Regions from separate parts of the Hordeum vulgare genome. Here region 1 is linked to region 2. Evidence: chromatin contacts called from public Hi-C data. All regions are on one chromosome and are shown on one strand. The core of a region is the stretch at or near the end of the contact, and the rest is flanking DNA. Distances in the headings are between cores, read along the strand shown. Region 1 holds the start of LOC123448065. Region 2 holds the start of LOC123448059 (stress response protein nst1-like).

Region 1 (5,147 bases), core at 2,121-4,620, 920 kb after region 2:
TATTCAAGAGCATGTTCACCACTGCACAATCCCTAGCAGTTCAATACAAGAAGTGAACTTCCATAATAATCTATGATATTGATATATTCTGTGCACAGGAAGAACAAAGCAAAAAATGCAGTCAGCTACTGGACAGTACACTTGAATGCAGTCAACTACTTATTTTATCATTGGCAGTACGCTAGTAACATTGGGATATTCACATGTGTTATTGATACCGTATGCAAAGATACATTATTCTACTGTCACTACTCCCATGTATGGTAGGACAGAAATGATTTGATGACATTGAAAGGTAGCTGGATAAATTAAAATATAAATGTACACTGCCCGACATTGTATAGAGTAAATAAAAAATAAGCACATGTCAGAAGTCATAGCTGCAACTTAGAAGTGTGTGAATTAGGTCTAATTGGTAATACTGAAAAACCACAGTCAAGAGGCAAACCTCAGCATGGATATACTGGACATCCTTCACTTCAAACTCAGCATCTTTCCTCAGTTCTTCTGATTCCAGAACAGCGCGAACCTCATTTGCTAGGTTTTCGTCAGAGCTTGCGGAACCAAATGCAGTCAAGTCGATATCTCCATCAGGAAGATATGTTTTCAGTGGAACAGATCCAAATGGAAACACCTATGTTTTCCACACAGAAAAGAAGAGGTTGATTATATACTTCACATTCTGTCCAATTATTAAAAATAAGATGCACCAGTCCCGGCTAGGGAATAAAATTTCATGCAATAATTATTCTCCTATTTTTGTACATGACAAAATCTGAGATTTCCAGGTTATCTATCTAATGCCATGTTGCTACCCAGCATAATAAATAGACTCCTCATAAAACAACTCACTGTGAACCTCTTGCAGAACTTTTATGTGCATAATGTGTATACTTGTTTTGCTGTTTAGTACTCAAATCTGTACTTAACAACTGATACTCCATTTCTGTATAGAATAATTCATGTAAAGAGGGCCCTGAAAGTACAAACTTCAAGGTGTATAGGAAGCTGTACTGCACAACTTCCTCGTCATCGATGCTAATAGTGAGGACAACACAAACATCGGTATCATAGAGATATGACTCAAACACGTGCCAAAAGTGTCGATATTACTTGCATGTTTGTCGTGTGAGATATCATCTAGTAAAAAGCACTTGTGCATGCATGACACAAATAAGGAACCCTTCCGATCTACTGATTTTCACTGAAACCAAAATAAACGTACAAGTGTGTGCCTCATATACCATTCATCTCAAGTTATGGCAAGTTGGCAACCACTCACCAGATCCCATGTGTTTCACATTAACAATGATCCAAAAAAAAACTACATATACCTAATAGTGTAACAGATATCCAGGTATCACCTTACTCAGATTAAGATAAATATACCGATGAAGTAAGGACATGAAATTTCTTGAACGTGCAAATATAAAATAAGGGCACTAAAAGGCAGTGAGAGACACATCATGAAAACGGTCACTAATTTACATACGACACAACCAACTGGCCACCCCAAGGTCAACAAAGTCGATGTTGTCCGATGCAGTGCCCAGACACGTGTCATGCATCATTTCACTCACATAAATAGATCATCACTAAACCATACGACGTGAGAAACTGGAATGCATGCCCGCTAAGGACATAAAAACATTTGTGCCCAATAAAAGCATGATAAATCTAGCTCTCCAGCAACAGGAGAGGAGGATCTCTAGTATACCAACTTGTACATCAGTTTGGTGGCATCACTAGCGCTGGCGTTAAAAAAAACATTTCAACCATTAGCGTATTACAGCAGAGTTAAACAAAAACTCAAGCATAGTAACTATGAAATGAGCGGCAACACTTCACAATTGCACCTAGCAGGTTATCCAGACCACATTTCCATGCCCTAAAGGATGACTCGGAACAAGTGTGAGGAATTCTCCTAAAACATCCTAAGACAGCTACATAGACATGATCCAGAGACTACGTCACACACGTAACTACAAGTGTACGGCGCCCATGTCCTTGATGCGCAAAGCAAAGCTGGGGAGTTTGGCAGCATCACTAGTGATAGCATGATAGCATAATAAAAACACTTCAGCCATTAGCGCATTATGGTCGAGCCAAACAGAACCGCAAGCACAGTATGTATGGAATGAGCAGCAGCACTGCACAGTTGCACCTAGCAGATTATCCAGACAACATTTCCATGACCTAATAAAGGATGAATAATCCGAACAACTGTGAGTAATCATCGTAAAACCATGCTAAGACAGCTACATAGACATGATCTGGAGAACATTGCACACAAGTACCAAAGGTACAGCGACGTGCCCATGTCCTTGATGCGCAAAGGAACACAGAGCTTCTAAGCAAACGATAGAGCAAGGCAAGCACCACGGAGCATGCGAGAAAAGAAAGGAGTGGGTTGGTTACCTCGCAGCCGACGCTGCACCTGATGAGGCGCTGGACGTAGTGCACGACGGCGGCGCGGCGGTCCTCGGAGGAGACGGACGGCTGGATCCGGCCCACAACGGCGGCCGCGGCGTCCTCGAAGGGCCGCCAGGCGCCGGCGGAGATCGAGGACGGGTCCGGGTTGGCCGCCGCCGCAGCCGCATGGTCGGGCTCCTGCACGAGCACCACGGCGCACTCGTGGATGTCGACCATGGGCGCCGGAGCTCGGTCGCTCGCTCCCTCGAAGCCCGCCGAGGCCGCGACCCCTCGCCCGTAGACGAGGCAACCGCCCGACGGGGGCGAGTCGGGCCCAGAGAGGCGACGGCGGAACCGAAGCGCCGGACAACGGCGAGCCCCCGGAGGAGCGCACGGCGGGGGCGGGACGATCGGCGAGGGCGGAGGGGAGGGGGTCGCGATCTGGGCGGGCGCGCCGGCGGCGAGGGGACGGGAGGGGATAGGGACAGCGGGATTAGCGGAAAAAGGGAAGACGGAGAAGAAATGGATTTTTAATACGTGACGGGAGGAAAAAAGGGTCAGGTTTTTCTCCCTCGCCCGTCGCCTCTCCTCCCTGCTCCCGCGCGTGAAGAGAGAGACGAAGAGGCGATGACGTGTTCTATCTCCGCGTGCGCGAGGCTCGATCGGCACGCACGCACGCACGCAGCAGCGGAGGAGGAGGAGGAGGGAGGGGGAAAGGGGAAGACGAACAAGAGAGAGAGAGGAGGAGGAGGAGGAGGAGGAGGCGACTTGAAGCCAAGATTTCCTTTTCGTCTTTCTTTTCCTTTTCTTTTTCCGATTGCCGGAGAAAAGATCTCTCCCTTTCCTTGTCCTGCTCCCAGTTCCTGATCGGCGGCGTCGCTCGGCTTGCTGCTAATGGAGGAGGCCGCGCCGTTGGGTCTTCCCTGCCTTTGGATTGCGTCGTCGGTAAACTCTGGGGACAGTTGGGAGATGTGCGACCGTCGACCCACGGACCAAGACTTTCAGCTTTCAGGGCCCCGTGCAGTGCTGGTGGAAGCTGCGTCGCTTCAAACCAATGCACCAAAATAGAATGCACTCGCAACTTTCATGATCATCGTAATAGCCATCGATTGGACATGGTTTTGTGGTTTTTCTGGTATCCTGCCCACTCGTGGCTAACTACTCTAGATTTTTCTACCAACGATTTGTTATTATGTAAAGCTGGGTAGAGTGCAGCATAGGTGTTAATTCTCGAGATAAATGATACATTAAGCAAATACTCCCTCCGTTCCTAAATATAAGCATTTTAAGAAATTTCACTAGGGATCTACATACGGAGCAAAATAAATGAATATACACTCTAAAATATGTATATATACATCCGTATATAGTCCACTAGTGGGACCTTCAAAAAGGCTTATATTTAGAAACGAAGGGAGTACGTGTTAAAAAAAATAATGGATGATAAGTTGCCGTCAACCAATGTGTCTATTAAAATTGCCAAACAGGCGAATTCTATATATATAATACGTCTTTGCATGCTTTTAAGGGGAAATAGCATTGACATTAGATTTTTCATGACTCCAAGCGAGCGTTTTGCATACCGCTGGATGTAGCGCACGAATCTCCACGCGCGGTGAATGGATGACTCGGTGAATGGATGACTCGGCTGGAGCGAACCGTTTGTTCATTTGATTAGTCTTGCGACCATTTCTCGTCGCCACGGCCCGAACACGTCATTGAGTGCATGAGGAAAGAGAGGATGCATACATTTCACGAACATTTCTCAAGTTGTGTGTCGTCTTCCTCTCCCTTTCCATTTCTCACTCACTTGTCGCCTCTCTTCATGTAAGTTGTAGAAACTTCATTGCCTTAAACCTATGTACCAAAATAAAATGCACAACAACTCCATAAACATCGTAATAGCCACCGGTTGGCTATGGGTTTATGGTTTTCTAATATCATGTGGACTTATGGTTAACTACTCTAAAATTTCTATGGACGGTTTGTTATTATGTAGCGGTGGGTAGAGCGCGCAGAGTGCGACATAGATGTTAGTTCTCGAGATACATGGTATGTTAAGCAAGTAGCAAGGTCACATGATGAAAATGGTGGGTGGTAAGTTGTTGTCAATCGACATGGCTATTAAAATTGTCGTGCATGCTGAAAGGACGTGGATGTCGTCTAGGGGGTGAATATGCGCTTTAAGATAACTGCGATTTAGGCTTAAACAAATACGGAATAAAACTAATATTTAATTAGTCAAGCACAAAACGCAAAACAACCAGCCTCGCCTATGTGCACCAACAATTTATGCTAAACAAGATAAACAACTAGGTGATAGCAATATATATAACAAGAAACAATATGGCTATCACAAAGTAAAGTGCATAAGTAAAGGTTTCGGGTAAGAGATAACCGAGGCACGCGGAGACTATGATGTATCCCGAAGTTCACACCCTTGTGGATGTTAATCTTCGTTTGGAGCGGTGTGGAGGCACAATGCTTCCAAAAAGTCACTAGGGCCATCGTAATCTCCTCACGCTCTCGCACAATGCAATATGTCGTGATTCCACTAAGGGACCCTTAAGGGCGATCACCGAACCCGTACAAATGGCGACCCTTGGGGGCGGTCACCGAACCAGTACACTTTGGTAACCCTTCGGGATGGTCACCGGAACCCGTGTAAATTGCTCGGGGCAATATCCACAACCTAACTAGAGACCCTGACACTTGCCCGAAGCTTTACACCATAA
Region 2 (5,837 bases), core at 2,942-5,441:
ACTTTCTCCTCAATGTGAGGGGAACCCCTTGGATCTAGATATTGGAGTTCTTTGTGAGCTCCTTGTTCTTCCTCTCATATTCCTCCATAGCTTTTGTTGTTGTGGTGGAACTTGGGAGTGAGGAACTTGACCACTTCGTGTGTTCTTGCCATTGCATTAGTTGCATCAGTTTGAGTTCTCCACGGTGATACGTGGAAGTGAAAAGTTGATAAGCTTATTACTCTTGGGTGCTTGGTACCCTAGAGCTTGTTCCTCTTGGGTGCTTTGGCTCCCTGGAAGGCTAGTGGTGCCTTAGAGCTCAATCATTGTGGTATAAAGCTCCGAGCAAGCGTCGGGGTCTCCAATTAGGTTGTGGAGATTGCCTCAAGCAATTTGTACGAGTTCTGGTGACCGCCCCCAAGGGTTGCCAAAGTGTACGGGTTCGGTGACCGCCCCCAAGGGTTTCCATTTATACAGGTTTGGTGAGCGTCCTCAAGGGTCCCTTAGTGGAATCACGACATCTTGCATTGTGTGAGCGCGTGAGGAGATTACAGTGGTCCTAGTGGCTTCTTTGGGAGCATTGTGCTCCACATCGCTTCAAACGGAGATTAACATCCGCAAGGGTGGCAACTTCGGGATACATTGTCGTCTCTGCATGCCTCGGTTATCTCTTACCCGAGCCCTTTATTTATGCAGTTTGTGTTGGGGAATGTTGCATGGGAAACAAAATTTTTCCTACGAAGACATAAGATCTATCCATGGTGACGACCATCTACGAGAGGAGAGATTGTATCTACATACCATTGTAGATCGATAAGCAGAAGCGTATGTAACACAGTTGATGTAGTAAAACATCTTCGCGATCCAAACCGCAGTGCGTCCCGCGATCTCATCACGATCCTTCCCGCGACCCCATCATGACCCATCCCGATCTAATGCCGAACGGACGGCACCTTCGCGTTCAGCACACATATAGTTCAATGACGATCTCCGCCTTATTGATCGAGCAAGAGGGGGCGGAGAGGTAGCTGAGTTCTCCGATAGCCTAACGGCGTGGCGACGATAGTGGTGGAGCTGATCCATCAGGGCTACGCCGTGTAGTGCCGAACCTAATCTAGAGAAGAACGAACTAGAGGGAGTGGGAGGGGGCTACGCCTTGGATTGAGGTGCCGCTGCCCTCTCTCCCCTCCACTGTATATAGGAGGGATGGGATGGGATGGCGTCCTAGGGTTTCCCCTAGGGTTGACCGGCCGCGTCCAAGAGGAGGAGCCGTCCTCCTCCAAGTGGGTTTGGTGGAGGCGCTAGGAGGATTCCTCCTCCTAGTCAAACTCCTCCCCTTCTCCACTATTTCGGCTGCGTAAGCCCATGAGGCTGGCCGCCCATCCCACTAGGGGCTGGTGCGCCACCTCTTAGGCCTATATGCCCCCTGGGGTGGTTGTCCCTCCTGATGAACCCCCGAAACCCATTCGTCACTCCCGATACACCACCGAAAATGCCCGAAACTTTTTCGGAGCCCAAATACCCTCTTCCTATATATCAATCTTCGTCTCCGGACCATTCTGGAACTCCTCGTGACATCCAGGATCTCATCTGGGACTCCGAACAACCTTCGGTCACCAACATACATAACTCAACTATACCGTAACGTCACCGAACCTTAAATGTGCAGACCCTACGGGTTCGAGAACTATGAAGACATGACCGAGACACTCTTCGGTCAATAACCAATAGCGGGACCTGGATGCCCATATTGGCTCCTACATATTCTACGAAGATCTTTATCGGTCGAGCCTCTGTGTCAAGGATTCAGTTAATCCCGTAAACTATTCCCTTTGTCCATCGGTATGTTATTTGCTCGAGATTCGATCGTCGGTATCTCTATACCTAGTTCAATCTCGTTACCGGCAAGTCTCTTTACTCGTTCCGTAATACAAAATCTCGTGACTAACTCTTTAGTCACATTGCTTGCAAGCTCATTGTGATGTTGTATTACCGAGTGGGCCCTAGAGATACCTCTCCGTCATACGGAGTGACAAATCCCATTCTCGATTCGTGCCAACCCAACAGACACCTTCGGAGATACTTGTAGAGCACCTTTATAGTCACCCAGTTACGTTGTGGCGTTTGCTACACACAAGGCATTCCTCCGGTGCCCGGGAGTTGCATGATCTCATGTTCATAGAAACAAATACTTGACATGCAGAAAATAGTAGCAATAAAGTAACACGATCATATGGTACGTTCATAGTTTGAGTCTTGTCCATCACATCATTCTCCTAATGATGTGATCCCGTTATCAAATGACAACTCATGTCTATGGCCAGGAAACCTTGACCATCTTTGATCAACGAGCTAATCCTTAGAGGCTCACTAGAGACAGTGTATTGTCTATGTACACATGTACTTGAGTTTCCAATCAATACAATTCTAGCATGGATAATAAACGATTATCATGAACAAGGAAATATAATAATAACTAATTTATTATTGTCTCTAGGACATATTTCCAACACTTTTGCTTTGTGATAGCTATATTGTTTATTGTTATATATCTTGCTATCACTTCGTTGTTTATCTTGCTTAGCATAAGTTGTTGGTGCACATAGACGAGCCTAGTTGTTTTAGGTTTTGTGCTTGGCTAATTAAACGTTAGTTTTATTCCGCATATGTTCAAACCTAAACCGTAATTATTTTAAAGTGCCTATTCACCCTTTCCATCTAGGCGACATCCACGTCCTTTGAATATGTATACTAGATCTTGTAATTTTACCATATTTTTTTGTAAACTAGGTCAAATTTGAAGAGTGTTAACACATGACAGTTGTAGAACTCCAACTAATGTGGAATGCAAGGAAGTATGGTTTTCCAAAGTGAAAAAGCATCCATCCAAGCTATGTAAGGTACAAATGATTGTTTGACTCAATATAGCTCCACAAATTTTATGCATCGTGGGTTTCATAAAACATGCTAATTAAGAGTACAAACGTGTAGTGGAAAAATACCTAGATGTCCTAGTAAGATTAATCCATTAGTATAGTGTTGGACACTTATGCTGATTTAGTGATTACATAGTTGCTTTGGTCCCGAGTTGATGACATTTATTAGAAAAGCTGAAATTATGATGCTAGTTATATGTATAAAAATATTTTTTTGCGAGGAAGGACTAACAATGTTTGGAGTGACGTATATTTCAAGGGCACCTTTGAGTTTCTGAGTTGCAGGTTCCCCCAAAAAATAAAAAATAATAAAAATAATACATGATTGAAGTACCACATGGCCTTTAATGCCGTAGAGTCGTGCACATAAAAAACTTAATAATTTGGAGTAGATGTGATTTTTCCTATAAAACATGTGAATATAAATGAATACTCCAGAAAAAAAAATCTAACAATCGAAAATTTTCTTCAGAATTTCTTTAATCAAAATGTATACTCATATATACATCCGTTTAAACGACAATTAATATGGATCATATGGACTGTCTATTTAGGCCTTTTCCAGTGCTCCATGGTGGATATGTGCTAAGCATGTCACATAAGCAAAAAAATGACATGACATAACAATTAAGGAGGAAAGAGAACACATTGGTGATCTCAGGAAGAACCAATGCCATACACGTGAACCCAGGCAAACTACTTAAATGAAAGAAGATGACCAATGCATGAGAGAGTTTAGGTGCTAAATCATTAAATAGAGTGAGCTTACCAACAACAAGTTAAGCACCTATGCATTGAAAAGTTGAGTTGCTAAGCCATTTAATGCTCTTAGCACCACATCTTAGCACCTTTGTATTGGAAGCAGCCTTATAAAATTGCGTGTGAAAGAGTATTTTTTTTGTGAGGAAAAGAGTAAACAATTTTCAACTTCAATTAATGAGTTGTTGCCCAAACAAAATTAATTATAGAAATCTACATATTTATCGTTCATCATAAAAGGCAGTCTGACGCCGTCTCTCGCATGCAAAAGTAGTTATGGACTGATGCCTACTTTTCTCATACAAAAATAATTACGCATCATTTGCAGGTAGAGAAATGTAGCTATCCATGGTAAAACAGAAAAGGCAGTCTGACGCCGTCTCTCACATGCAAATGTACTACCAGGTTATTGTAAAACAGAAATGGTAACACGAGAGCAATCCAAAAATGTACTATTATTAATACAGTAGTTAATAACCAGAGGAAAAGGAGGCAAAGAATGACGACGCTCTATGCGAGTTTCCCTTCTTCCCTCGCCGACCAAACCAAAGGCAAAGAGGACAGAGGAGAGGAGAGGAAAAAAAAAAGATCGAAGGAAATTACACAATCCGAGAGCAAACCTAGGGTTTTCGCCATGACCACCGCGCACCTCGAGCTCCTCCGCTCCTCCTCCATTCCCAATCTCTCCTAGGGCGACGCAGATACCCGCATCCCGCATCCGAGCCGCCTTTCCTTTCCGCCCGCCCCCTCTCTTCCTTCCATCCCAGGGTTTCCCTCCCCCCTTTCCCCTTTCCGCCCTCAAAGCCGCCGCATCGCATCGCATCGCGTCGCCCACCCAGCAAGCAAGCAAGCCGCCCGCTCTCGTCGTGGGATTCGGGGGGAGGCGCTGGCGATCGAGCTCCGGGCGAGGGCCTCGGCAGCGGCGGCGGTCGGATAATGTGTATACTGTGCGCCGTGCAACGGTGGTCGCGCCGCGTCGCCACCATGCTGCCGTGGCTCGTCCTCCCGCTCATCCTCCTCTGGGCGCTCTCCCAGCTCCTGCCCGCCGCCTACCGCTTCGAGGTCACCTCCCCGCGCCTCGCCTGCGTCTCCGTCCTCCTCCTCACCCTCTTCTGGTACGAGATTCTCCTCCCGCGCCTCTCCCTCTGGCGCGCCCGCCGCTCGGCCCGCCTCCGCGAGGAGCGCCGAGCCCATGCGCTCGAGCTTCAGAAGCTCCGCAAGACCGCCACACGCCGCTGCCGCAACTGCAACAATCCCTACAGGGACCAGAACCCCGGCGGCGGCAAGTTCATGTGCTCCTACTGTGGCCACGTATCCAAGCGGCCTGTGCTTGACATTGGCCCTGCGGGGAAGGTCCCGGCTGGCTGGCCTTGCACTCAGGATTGGGCCAATGCTGTCGGTGACCCCGGTTACTGGCTTGACCTGCAGTGTTCCACCGATAATTCCTACTCAGGCTTCTCATGGCGGCTCTTCTCGTGCTTTTGCACCAGCATGTCATGGTTCTGGAAGAAAGTCTTCAGGTTTGGGTCATCGGTGGACAGCGGTGGATTGGGCCGGGATGGCAGAATGTTGACAAAAGCAGGGGACAATGGAGGGAAGGCTGAGGAGAGCAGATTGGACAAGGCGAAAAGGAAGGCTGAGGAGAAGAGGTTGGCCAGGTTGGAGAGGGAAATGCTCGAGGAGGAGGAAAGGAAGCAGCGCGAAGAGATGGCAAAGCTAGTGGAGGAGCGGAGAAGGCTGAGGGATGAGAAGGCAGAGGCTGAGGAGCGATCCAAAGGCGCTACTCCCGTCGGGGAGAAGGATGCTAGGAAGGAAGCAGAACGTAGGCGGCAGGAGAGGAGGAGAAAGGAAGACAAGGGATCAAGCAAGAGCAATTCAGACTGTGAGGATGTTGAGAGAAGAGTAAGCAGAGAAGGTGAGAAGAAGCGTGACTTTGATAGAAGGAATGACACAGACAGGCGGGATGTGGCAAGAGTTGGGACAGATGGATATAAGCCCAATAACTTTGAAGCTAACAGTCAGGGTAGCAAGATAGCACAGAGCAAGACGAAGTACTTTGGTCGCATGACTGGAGGTTTGTTATCTTCTTCCAGAGGTTTTGGCGGTGGTTCCTTTTTTGGTAGAAGTGCTCAGGCCCCTGTTCATCAAGCTAACAGGGTGACT

What was found. A called contact is a pair of places that touch in the nucleus more often than the background predicts.
Region 1: a Hi-C map of seedling shows a contact between it and region 2, with 7 times the contacts expected there. The contact joins the promoter of LOC123448065 here to the promoter of LOC123448059 in region 2. A contact is called at or near these places in 2 of 6 Hi-C or Micro-C datasets (leaf and seedling).

What each region holds. Positions count from the first base shown.
Region 1 is chr4H:113,813,692-113,818,838 of MorexV3_pseudomolecules_assembly, forward strand. It overlaps LOC123448065, which reads right to left and starts at 3,371. Exons shown (of 9, transcript XM_045124834.1): 1 at 2,419-3,371; 2 at 449-634. The coding sequence starts at 2,649.
Region 2 is chr4H:112,892,676-112,898,512 of MorexV3_pseudomolecules_assembly, forward strand. LOC123448059 (stress response protein nst1-like) reads left to right here and starts at 4,192. Exons shown (of 3, transcript XM_045124830.1): 1 at 4,192-5,837. The coding sequence starts at 4,611.